Linked DNA regions of Sus scrofa: region 2 is linked to region 1. The links are chromatin contacts, called in public Hi-C maps. All regions are on one chromosome and are shown on one strand. Each heading gives the region's core, a stretch centred on a gene start, on an enhancer-like site or on the middle of the called end of the contact. The rest is flanking DNA. Distances are from core to core; before and after follow the strand shown. Region 1 holds the start of SOST (sclerostin). Region 2 overlaps LOC106505423 (a long non-coding RNA gene).

What was found. Hi-C and Micro-C count contacts between places; a contact is called where the count stands out from the background.
Region 2: a contact with region 1 is called in a Hi-C map of liver, with 9 times the contacts expected there. The contact joins the enhancer-like site here to the promoter of SOST in region 1. A contact is called at or near these places in 2 of 5 promoter capture datasets (fetal skeletal muscle and liver), 29 of 47 Hi-C or Micro-C datasets (adipocytes, adipose tissue, alveolar macrophages and 17 more) and 2 of 2 datasets of contacts at active chromatin or transcription factors (alveolar macrophages and skeletal muscle).

The regions. Positions count from the first base shown.
Region 1 is chr12:19,352,042-19,358,502 of Sscrofa11.1, reverse strand. It overlaps SOST (sclerostin), which reads right to left and starts at 3,591. Exons shown (of 2, transcript XM_003131361.3): 1 at 3,006-3,591; 2 at 1-55. The coding sequence starts at 3,222.
Region 2 is chr12:19,403,777-19,409,542 of Sscrofa11.1, reverse strand. All of the region lies in intron 1 of LOC106505423 (a long non-coding RNA gene), which reads left to right. Among named protein-coding and RNA genes, the nearest start is that of MEOX1, 25 kb to the left of the region's middle. Within about 2 kb of position 1,967, at least 1 of the 83 cell types and tissues checked has an H3K27ac peak or open chromatin away from gene starts, as enhancers often do. A contact at or near this core is called in liver, where this site is marked.

The DNA of each region.
Region 1 (6,461 bases), core at 2,342-4,841:
CCGTCCGTCACGTAGCGGGTGAAGTGCAGCTCGCGGCAGCTGTACTCGGAGGCGTCTGCGGAGAGAGGCGCGCGCGTCAGGGCGGCTGCCCAGTCGGGCCACCCGCCGGGCTCCCTCCAAGCCACCCTCGCCATTTCCAAACCTGCCCTCTCCCTGGACGCTTTGGCCCCTGGGGATCTGTTATGCGCGAAGGGCCCGGGTACTCTGGAGCTGGGGGAAAGCTCTCTGGCCCACCCTGTCCCCCTAAAACTTTGGGGTCAGGTGACTGCTTCAAGGTCAAATATGGGCTCCACCACTGTGTGACCTTGGGCAAGTTACTTAACCTCTCTGTGCTTCCTATCTGTAAAATGGCTGGTCTTGAGGATTCCGTGAATGAATCCATTATGTATGTATTTCAGGGGACACCGCCTAACACACAGTAAGTGCTAGAAGTGTTGGCTCTTGTATGTTATTATTATTCCTCTCCAGGGGGCCCTCTTGGCCAGAGGTAAGTCACATCTGTGCCACAGGGTCCCTGGCCTCACTCTCTGAATGGCTTTGGCTTCTCCCAGATTCCTCTTCTGGCTGGGAGGGCTGGCAGAGGGGATGGAGGAAGGAGCGGGGCTGATTGAAGGTACTAAATCAGGGCAGCCGCTGAGAAGAGAGATGGAAGGGGAGGTGCAGCCGAGTCTGAAGTCATCAGACGGGAAAGGAGCAAGGGCGGCCTGCCCGGCCCCTCATGACGGCCGTGGTCACTGAGGCCCAGAGTGGGGAAAGCACTTGCCCAAAAGGCACAGCTCGTCTCCCGGCTCTGCGCCCCTGGGGCCTCAGTATTTCTCAGCTCCCACAAGGGCGTTTGCTGGAGCCCATGGAAGGCTAGGCTGACGGTCAGGGGACAAAGGGCTGATTTTTTTGACTGCCTTTACCTCCCTATCAGAGACAGACCAAGCTCTGATTGGAAACCTACAGCTGCAGCTGCCGCAAACATGTATTAGGCACCTGCTGTGTACCAGGCACTCTGCCAGGCCCATCTTTGTGTGTGTGGGTGGGGGGGGGTACATTTGATGGACACCTGATGGTGACACAGGCTTGCCCCCTGCTTGGGGGAAGGTTGGGCTCTAAGGCCTGGCTTGATCCCCCTGAGACACCTTGACTGTGTCTCCCACTGTGGGCTTAGACCCCTGGGAGCTTTTTTACACGGCTGGTCCTCATGTGAGCACCTGCTCATCTCCAAGGGTCTCATAGGGACAGTTCCAATGTGACACAAAGCAATGAAAAATAGTCCTAAGACCAAAACCAGAGAGGAGGCGGAGAAGGCCAGGGCCGCAGCCCTGGGAGAAGAAGCACAGCAGGAGAGACGTGGGGGCTGCCCTCCTCCCGTGGCTGGCCTTCTGGTTTCTGGGCGGGTTTGGCATCTTGATCCCTGCTCCCAAGCCGCAGGGGTGGTGTGTGGGGGCGGCCTCCTTGCCCAGGGAAGGAGGCTGTGGGGCTTTCCAAGAATAGTACCCCTAGGTCAGGCTCTTCCTCTGCAAAGGGTGACTTTGTTTTGAGCACGAGGCTTCCTCTGGGCCAGTGGCTCTCATAGGAGCCCAGGGAGGTGGCGTCTTGTACTCGAGCCCATCACTTGAGCTTAGTTGACCTTCCCTGGGCAGGAGCAGAGGAGAGGCACTCCTACCCACCCCCTTTAAAGATGGGTGGTTCCACCAGCCTTATCTGGGGGTGCCCTGTGCAGAGCCCCCAGTCCCCGCTGGTGGTGAAGCAGGGCAGAATGCTGGAGCCTGGGCAAGGGGGACTCCCTCTCTCACCTGGACCATGGCCAGAGGGCCTCACTCTGAAGTGCCATCCTGGCCCCTGCCCCCAGCAGTTCCCACCTGCTGCAGGGCCAGCTGTGCACACTGCCCCCCAGGCTTCTCCGTGTGGACCTGACCAGGAACCCAGGTGCGCCCTCTGCTGGGGTCACTGCCTTTCTACCAGGGTCAGCCTCCCTCCCAGGGCGGAAGCAAGGCCGGGTCTGGGGTGAGGTTTTAGGACAGATGGGGCCACCTGTGTCCACGCCCTGCACAGAGGATGCTGCCTCCCGTCCAGGGCCTGGACCCAGCTGCCCCCCAGGTCAGAAGCTAAAACTGTGCTTGCAGCTCCCATGCCTTCTGGTGCCAGCTCACTGGCTAGACCAGGGGTGGTGGGAGCTGGAAGGATGCCGCTCTGGTATCTCCCACCACTTGGTGGAGATTTGCTCCTGCTTTTGGCCCTGACACCCCACCCCACCCCACCCCCTGCCAGGGCTGACTTGTAACGGGATCCAAGTGGCTTCAAATCTCAGTTCTCTGCTTGCTGACAAACCACTTAATCTCTGAAGCCTCCGTTTCTTCACCTTCACCTTGGGAGTTCTCCGGGGGTACATTTCGGGTGCAGCCCAAATGGTGTCTGCATCCAGCAGGTGCTCATAGACGTGAGGCTCCCCTGCCTTGTCCCCTCTCCAGTGGCGTCAGCAGCTGGACCCTGGTTCCCCTCTTCTCAGGAGAGGAGTGTTTGGAGTCTCCTTTCTGAGCCCCTGAGCCTGTCCCCAGGCTGTACCCTCACCACCTCAGCCCCCTTCCTGCTCTGGGCTCTCACTGCCAGTCCCCTGCCCGTCCCACACCCTGGCACTTGAAATCCAAGGCTACGCTGGCATGCCATCCTTCCCCTACTTCCAGGTAGGACTGTCCCTCCGCTGGTGCTGACAGTGGCTCCCAGTGTACCCCAGCGTGTCAACCCTGGTCTTCGACCCCCATCAAAGCTAGAACATAGGTAACCAAAGAGGACCTACGGTTTAACACACGGAACTCTGCTCACTATTCTCTAATAACCTATATGGGACAAGGAAAAAGAATAGATGCGTGTATATGTATGATTGAATCACTTCGCTGCACACCTGAAACTGACACAACCCTGTAAGTCAACTACACGCCAATAAAATTACAAAAAAAAAAACCCACCCAAAGAGAACCCTCCCAGGACCCTTATGCTACAAATGTTCCGCCCCATACCTTTGGTCTCGAAGGGGTGGTGGGGAGGCCTCCCTCCGTTCTCTGCCCGGTTCATGGTCTTGTTGTTCGGCTCTGGCAGAGGCTCCGGGTACTCGCTCAGCTCAGGGATGATTTCCGTGGCATCGTTCTTGAAGGCCTGCCACCCCTGGCCCTCTACCATGCGGAAGGCTGCGTGTACCAGCAGGCAGACGAGACACAGGGTGAGCGAGAGCTGCATGGTGCCAGCCGGAGGAGGGCACCGGGCCGTCCAGTAGCACAGGCTCTGGTCCCCAGCCTGGCCACGTTTGCCTTTTTAAAGCCCCCTCTGCCTCGTGCCAGCCAATGAGGACAGGCTGGGGCAGGGCTGGTCCCATGCTTCCCTCAGCCCAGGGGGAGGGAACGGGGTGTGCTCAGAGCAGGCCCTCCCCCAAAGACTTCTCCTCGGGCTCAGAAATCTCCCCAAAGTGCGGCTGGTGCTCCCAGGTGACCCACAGCGAGGGGGCGGGCCAGACGAGCCTGCTCTCCGTGTCTCCCTCCCACGCGCAGGCGCCTGTGGTTTTCAGATATCAGAAGGAGCTCCAGCTCCTCGCCTCCACCTCTCTGGGCCCCTCGGGCTTTCTCAAAACCAACCTGGACCAGTTTAACAAAGAAAACGGCAGCTCTGCGTCCTCCATAGGTCTCAGCCCAGCTGATCCCATGTCTCAGACCAAGTTCATTTGTCTCGGGGGTCTACGAGTATCTGTCCCTCCCCCCACCCCCTTCCCCTGCCCCAGATCCCGGCAGACGCAGGAGGATGCTTTTTAAGAAACCTCCTTGGCCCTCAACTCCATGCAGCTCGGCATCAATTATCCAGACCAAGAAAGCGCCACTCGTGTCCTCTGGAAGGGAAGAGGGAAAACCAGAAGGCCACAGCCAGCGCTCCCGCTTGGTGGAGGGAGCAGGGGTTCTGGGTTCAAGGCCAGGATGCACAGTCAGCAGGCCCTGGTGATGGAGACAAGGAGGAAACCTTAGCTCATGCTTCTCAGAAATCCTGCATTTGGTGACAGGCGCGTCTTGGCGGGCTAATGTGCCAAAGGCAGTTATTTCCCTGGGCCAGGCTGTGGGAAGGAGCAGAGAGCAGAAAATTCCTTTTCTTAGCAAAAGCGAAAGCCAGCATTTTTAGTGCTAACGTTCTTTTTCTTGTCTCCCAGCCCCTTACATTTTTCAAAGCGAGCTCTGAGGCCATTATGGAAAACCTTATCGGTGCAGAGTACAGGGAACATTCCGTGAAGCCACCCCAGGTCCAGCCAGCCACAGAGAACCCAAAAGGAATTGCTCCCTAGGCCCTGGAGAAGAAAGAAAGGCCCGGGGGGAGGCAGGTTCACACCTGAGGTGCAGGAAAATGAAGGAGGGCCGGCGGCGGAAGCTTTCATTGCAGATGTATTGTCTGAGGCGGCACAGCCCCTCCCGGCCCTGGAGGAGGCTGGGAAGAGGGCCGTGGCCCAGGTCCCCTTGGTATTTTCACTGGGCAATGAATCAGCGCACCCCACCTGCAGAGCCTCGGCAACGCCTCTGCCACCTGCCTCGACTTGTAAGTCGCTGTGTCCATCTGCGGCCGTCTGTCCCTCCTTTCCATCATCCATCACTCGACACATGAATGCAGCTGCTCTGACAGTTTTACAAGCCAGACAGAAGCCCCTACAGGAAGGGCCTTCTCTGATACCTGCTTCCTAAGTCAGTTTCCTTCAGGGCAGACGAAAACAGCTGTGGCCATTGTTGGGGGTGATCTATCTCTCCCAGCAGAGCTGGCCTGTGTTGTGAGAAAGGGGGCCCTGCGAGCCCCCTCCCCTTGTCTGTGACCCTCCAGCCTCCTTTTTCCTTGCTCTGGAATGTGAGCCATTAACCCTGTTGCGGCCAGACAACTGTCTTCTTGCCCTGGACTTCGGAGAGGGCAGTTCCGCTGTCTGGAGTCTTTGAGCTGGTGAGAATGATGCTGGAGCCCCACCTGCTGTTGGGATCTGCGGCTCATCCACAGGAAAGGGACTCGGTGGGGACCATCCTTGGAACACGTCTGCCACCTGCTGGAGATGGGAGGAAGAGCCAGCGACCAGAGGACGGCAGGGCTCAGGATTTCATTTATTTTATTTGAAACTGAAGTAATGTTTAGGGAGAGCACAGGGGAGGGAGAAGGAAAAGAAGAAGAAGACGAAGGAGAGGAAGGGGAAGAGGAAGAAGAAAAAGAAGAATCCAGTGGACTTGAACTTCTAACTTATCTCCATCCTTTAGAATTACTCTCTGCCAAGGTAATGGTCACGCTTTCCATAGAATGTCTCAGAGAGAATTTACTATGATGCCATCTGCTTTTCCCCTTAACACTAATTCAGCTTTATATTTATTCAGTCCGCAAACGTGGCAATGTTCAGAGCTAGACAATACTCCCTGGAATTAGACTCCCAGGGTTTTATTTCTGTTGTGGGTAGTTTAGGGGGCTCCCCTATCCTCCATAGGGATGCTGTGAACATCCTTGGACAAAGTCGTTTTTTGAATTGAACCTTTTATTTTGTGGTCATCGTATCACGTGCACTTGTACGAAATAATACAGAGAAAATTTCCTATTCCCTTTGCCTAGTTTTCTCGTATCATCTTGCAAAACCCAGGGTTCTGACATCGACCCAATGCACTGGTCTTAGATTTCCCCAGTTTTATTTGTACGTGTGTGTGTGTGTGTTTAGTTTTATGCAACTTTATCGTGTGGGTTGGTTCAAGTAACCACCATCACAGCCAAAACAAAGAACAATTTTGTGACCGCAGAGATGACCTCTCCTTGCTTTTTTTTTTTTTTTTCCTTTCTTCTTAGGGCCGCACCTGGGGCATATGGAAGTTCCCAGGCTAGGGATAGAATTGGAGCTGTAGCCACTGGCCTTCACCACAGCTCACAGCAATGCTGGATCCTTAACCCACTAAGCGAGGCCAGGGATCGAACCCTCATCCTCATGGATCCTAGTCAGGATCGTTTCCCCTGCGCCACAATGGGAACTCCTAATTTCCCCGTTTTTATAAGGACGTCAGTCACGTTGGATTAGCGCCCACCCTGATGACCTCATCTCAACACCTGCAACAACCCTACTTTCAAATAAGGTCATGTTCTGAGGTACTTGGAATAATAGATGAATATTGTTTTCTTTTTCCCTTTTTTTTTTTTTAGAGCCACACCTGAGGCGTATGGTTGTTCCCAAGCTAGGGAACTACCACAGCCACAGCAATACCAGATCCTCAACCCTCTGAGCGAGGCCAGGGATCAAACCCACATCCTCATGGATACTAGTTGGGTTCTTAACCCGCTGAGCCACAGTGAGAACTCCTCAACATATAAATTTTGGAGGAACACAATTCAACACATAATAGCATGTTTCTCCGCAAGGCTGCCAATGCCAAGCTTGGGCTGTTAAAACAATTTCAATTGGGAGTTCCCGTCGAGACTCAGCGGAAACAAACCTG
Region 2 (5,766 bases), core at 718-3,217, 53 kb before region 1:
TGTGGTGTAGGTCACAGATGAGGCTCAGATCCCACGTTGCTGTGGCTCTGGCGTAGGCCAGTGGCTGCAGCTCTGATGCGACCCCTAGCCCAGGAATTTCCATATGCTGCAGGTGCGGCCCTAAAAAAGGAAAAAATGAAAAAGAAAAAAAATTAATAGAAACAGAAAGGAAAGGGTGAGGTGGCTTTCCTGGGACCGCTTCCGGTGGATGGGGCCCATCCTGGCAGACCCTGGTCAGTGATGGCACCCCTGCCTCCAGGCCACAGGACTACGCCAGGCCCTGCCGTGACCTCCCCTGGTCTGGACTAACCTGCCCTCCACACTGGGAGTCAAAAAGGATTCACTTCCTGGCTGCCAGTCCCTGACCAGACCCTGAGATGCTAGGGCTCGTCTCAGCCTGGGGTTGAGATGGAGGAGGAATCAGGGCGAGCTGTTATCAGAGGAGCTCACAGCCAGGCCAGCAGGAGCCCGGGGAAGTGGGGCAGCGAAGGGAAGGCAGCCGGCAGGAGGTGTGTTATCAGGCAGGTCACCCCAGGCTGACTGGGGCCTAATCTCACTGGGCCGTGGGGTGGGGGGCTGGGGTGTAGGGGGAGTTGGGGGGGTGGTTCAGGGAGTCACACCTCAGAGCAATCTGCCTGGAGGGCGAGGGAGCTGGGGTATACCCCAACCCCATTCTGTCCCAGGGCTAGCCAGTCAAGGGCATTCATTCTCTGGCACTTCCAGGCCCTCAGGCAGGCAGAGGTTAGATCCTTTGGGCTTCAAGATGATGGGCCCTGGGGGGTATGGAGGGGGTACCCATGGCTTCTGCACTTTATGTATTTATGTTTTGTTTTGTTTCTTTAACAATACACTTTTTTTTTCTCTTTCTTTTTAGGGCTGCACCTGCAACCTATGGAAGTTCCCAGGCTCGGGGTCCAGCCTGCGCCACAGCCACAGCCACAGCCACAGTAACACTGGGTCTGAGCTACATCTACACCACAGCTCATGGCAATGCCAGATCCTTAACCCGCTGAGCAAGGCCAGGGATAGAACCCACATCCTCATGGATATTAGTCAGGTTCTTTACAGCTGAGCCACAGCGGGAACTCCTGTGTATGTATGTTAATCCTCATAATCCTGCTGTGTGCAAATCAGAGCCCCCTGGGGTGTGGAGAGGCTGCATGACCATCTCGCACTGGGAGGGTTCAAGCCCGGAGGTGCTCACCTCCCACCCTTTCTGCTCAGTAACTAAGAAAGAGGAGTGTCCAGGACTGTGCACTTTAATAAGCTGCCGGCCAGGCGAGGCGGGCCACTGGCCAGACTTGGAGAATGATGGCCACGGCCACCCGCTTTTTCACAAATTTCCACTTTCCCCCTTCCCCTTCATTTGCCCCTCTTCCCAGGTCCTCCCCCGGGAGCTCCCTGTGCCACATCTCTGTCCCTGAGGGCCCAGGGGTAGAGAGGGCAATCACCAGACTGGAGTAGGTCCCAAAGAAGCATCGAGCAGGGGACTTCCAGCCCTGTGGCTCCCGAGGCCATGAGGGGTGGCGAGGCTGGTGGCTGAGAACAGGAAAGGCCGCAGGGGTCGGGGGAGGCCCTGGACTAAGTCGCTGTTTCCTTAGCTTCTCGGGGATTAGAAGAGAGGAAGGGATGGGGGCGAGGCGGCTGGGTGATGAGCTTTGGAGGGAGTGATGGAGGGGGCGTCGGGCTGCAGAAAAGCTGCAGACGAGGGACCGAGGGACTGAGAAAACGGGAGAAGGGCCCTCTGCAGCCCAGCCTGGAGGGTGAGTTGCAAAGAGCCCACCGGAGGAGCCGCCTGGCGCCAGAGACAATGTGGGGTGACCCTCAAGGGCAGGGGGTCTCTCCCCAGCGCTGTCTGCAGACACCGCCAGGTGCAGCTTCCTGGGACACAACTTCTCTCTAATACGCTGTTAGCTTCCTCTGGCAGCTGTGACCAATGACCACAAGCGGTGGCTTCAAACAACCCCAACTCCATCACTTACGGTCCGAGGTCAGCAGTCCGAAAGCCAAGGTCTTGACTGGGCTGCATGCCCTCTGGCAGTGGCTCTGAGCAAAACTCAACCTCCTTGCCTTCTAGAAGCCGCTGCATTATTCTGGCTTCTGTTCGCCCCTCACGTCTTCCCTGTCTCTCCTGCCTCCCTCGTTCCTCCATAGGCACCCTTTTGATGACACTGGAGAATCTCCCCGTCATCTTCTCCTTCACTGAATCCCACCGGGCAAGTCCCTTCTCCCTTGTGGTAACCGATTCACACTGGGGCGATGAGAGGATGAGGGGCGGGTGGGAGTAAGGACCAGTTTCTTGTCTCCACCAGCCTTAGCCACCTGGGTGATGCTGCGGAAAGCAGGTCCCTTCTCGGGCCTCGGCTTTGCCCCCTGGGAGCATCTTGGAGGTGGGGGTATGGACGTTCTGTACCAGGACCTGCCGAGGTCCCACGGTGGTGTGTATGTTTAATTTTCTACATTTGGATGTGATCCTAATCCAATAAATGCTTAGGAGATTTCTATAGAAGAGATGAATTTTTGCTAGAAAAAAAAATATAATTGCTGGATGTTAAGGCTGCTGCCCTGGCAAATCTGCCTTGGTCATATATCTGAGAAAGTACAAGATGCGATAGGTTTGCACATAAATATGCCATTCTCCCCGCGGGCCCCGGCCAAGCACTCCGGGGAGGTTTCCCTCAGTGATTTATTCTTCATTAATAAGCTCTATGCTATATTAGGATCAGATTTATGGCTCTGCCTTTCCCATCTTTCTGACATTTCATCTGCAAAGAATTACAAATGAAATCTTAAAACTTGGTGGTTTCTCGCTGCTGGTGCCCAGAATCGGAGGCCCGAGGAGCAGGGCACGGAGGCAAGTTTCTAGAGCAAAAGGAAAGTTTGCTTGACCTTGGGTGGCCTTAAGATCGCACGCAGCTCCGGGAGGTGAGCCGTTCGGGCTGGAAGGCTGTGACCACAAGCATAGTGGCAGCAACAATGCCAGTGACATTCTGAGAGGCCTGCCGTGCTGCCAGGCACTGTGACTCATTCATTCATTCATTCATTCATTCAACAAATATTTATTCAGCCCTGACTGTGCCAAGGGCTGTGTGAGCTGACTAGTGACTGGGATGCAGCGAAAGACAACACGAGGCAAAGACGGAGATCCTGGCCCTGAACTGAACCATGTCCTGGCAGAGGTGGGGCGTGTGTGTCAATCAGAACAGCATGTGCAGGATAAATACGGGAAATATCTAGTATGTTTGCAGGTGATAAGGGCTAGGGCAAAAAGAGCAGGTCGCAGAGTTCCTGTTGTGGCTCCGCAGGTTAAGAACCCGACATAGCGTCCCTGAGGATGGGGTTCGATCCCTGGCCTCGCTCAGTGGGTTAAGGACGTAGGGGTGCGGCGAGCTGTGGTGTAGGATGGGAGGTTGCAGATGTGGCTTGGATCCTGTGTGGCCGTGGCTGTGGCAAAGGCCAGCAGCTGCTGCTTTGATTGGACCCCTAGCCCAGGAACTTCTGTAGACTGCAGGTATAGCCTAGGAAGAAAAAAAAAAAAAATGCGTGTGGCATTTTGGAAGCACTTTGACTCAGGGTAGTGCAGTTATTCCCATTTCACAGACCAGGAAAGAGGCTCCGTGACCAAGGAGCCATGCAGTGACACCGAGGGACAGTTTGCAAGGTGCTGTCTCAGCCTGTAGTGTCCATTCTCCTCTTGGCCACACGCTGGAATCCCCGGGGACCTTAAAAATATGGTCACCTGGGCCCCACCCAGAGAGGGTCTGGGTGCAGACCGGGACTTGGGGAGTTTAAAGGGCCCCTGTGGTTCTCTTGTGCTTCCAGGGCTGAGAAGCAGCCCCGGCCTGGCCTCGGCCGCATTAAAAGGCGGGGGCACCGCCGTGAACCCCAGCACCGCCTCTGGGTCTCCATTTTCCCACCTGTAGGATGTGGGTAAAACTCTGCCCCGTGCCCTGAGGGTGACATGAAAGTGGCACACAGCCAGTGCTCCAGGCCCTGCAGCCCCCTCTCCCAGGCCAGCCACCCACGTCCAGCTGGCCCTCCTGACCCCCGAGTGGCTCCGAGGATGTCCCTCCCAGAGCCGTGGGTCGCTCTGCAGGGTGGCCCCCAGAGATCACAACAGCCAGCGTGATTTCAGCAGGTCAGGGGGGCGGGAGGAAGGGGCCCCGTCTATCACCCCCATTCTGTTCATGGACTCAAACAGTGGGTTCCAGCATGGATGGTGACGCTCTCCTTGTCACCCACCACCTACCCCCTCACTTGACAGATGGGACAAACAGAAATAACTCAAAAAAGATTACGGTGCTGGGCAGAAAGGGCGAAGGGCAGGTGCATGCGTGAGGTGGGGGGAGGGCAGGTAGGAGGCCATACATAGGCGGCTGTCCTGCCCTGCTGGCCTGTGGATATTCAAGCAAGGACAGGGAGGCTTCCTGGAGGAGGAGGGACTGGTAGGGGCTGAAAAAGAGAGGCCAGGCATGGGGGTTTGGAGGGTGTTGTGAAGGGGACCCACTGCCAGGCTCCCCCCCCAACCCGCCACCCCCACCTGGCCGAGGACTCTCTCTGTTTCTCTAGGGGCTGCTCTGCTGGGACCCGTTTGCAGACAAGCAAGGGGTGGGGAGGAGGAGATGGAGGGAGAGGAGCCCAGCTGGGCGATGGGAGAGAAGGTGGTTCCAGGCTACCTGGTCTCGAAACCAGGCCTGTGCACTTGGACTTGATCGCTGGGGAGCCAGAGTGGCTTCCTGAGCAGGGGAAGGACGAGAGGAGAATCCCTCTAGGGGGTGAGGGAGGAACAGAGAGGCAGCAGGTCACAAGAGAAAACTGACAGATGCTCCTGTTACCCTGCTTTGTGGCTTGAGGTCATGACTGCCCAAGCCTGACTCAGACTTACTCATTTTAAAGGGAAGTCATGATAATTGGGAAGAATCAATCAGGTAAAGTACCTGTAAAGTGCTTCAAAAGTATAAACCACAATGCGAGTTCTGTTGTTGCTAGTGTTTGGAGGATTCACCCAGCACCCCCCCCCCCAAAAAAAACCCGCTACCTTAAAGGGGGAAAGAAAGACATTTATATCCTCTGCCCATAGACTAAATTTCATTGACATTGACCTAAAATGACTGATTCAATTTCCATATTAACATTGTCTTTATTAGCTACCATTTTATTTCCTAATAAAGCACAAATCAAATGGAAGATGCAGCTAGATTTCCTTTTGTAAATAATACCTAATGGATTTAGTATTGTCAGCAGCCTAGAAAGTTCTAGTGGCTCAGACAGCAGTGAAACTCCAGTCGGAGCTGCTGCACAGTGAAGGTCCTCTGACCAGCACCCCTTGGAAAACTCTGTGCTTGGCGTCAGGCTGCAGCAGAATCGCCTCAGCCAAAAAACCAGAGTCCCCCTGTCCCTCACCTTGAGGTTCTGGTTGTCTAGGCGTGGGGTGAGGCCCTGAAGTCTGTGTGTTTTAAAGACTCCACGGAAAATTTAGATGCTCATAATGTAATATAATATTTCCCCCATTCTTCTTGTCCTCTAGAATTAACCTGGACGTTGAGGTCTTATGGGGTGCAGTTCTAAAACCGACCACAGGATGTCGCTTTGCAGCCACAATTCCCCACCGTGTGAGCCTCCAGGGAGGCAGGTGCCTTTCGCAGGGATGCGGCTGTTCCCTAAAGGTCTAAAACCTCGGTATCCTCGCTCCTTCCTCATGGACATCCTCCCCACGGGTGTGAACTGTCCCCGCTCCTGGTCTGCCCTGCCTCAGACAAAGCCTCT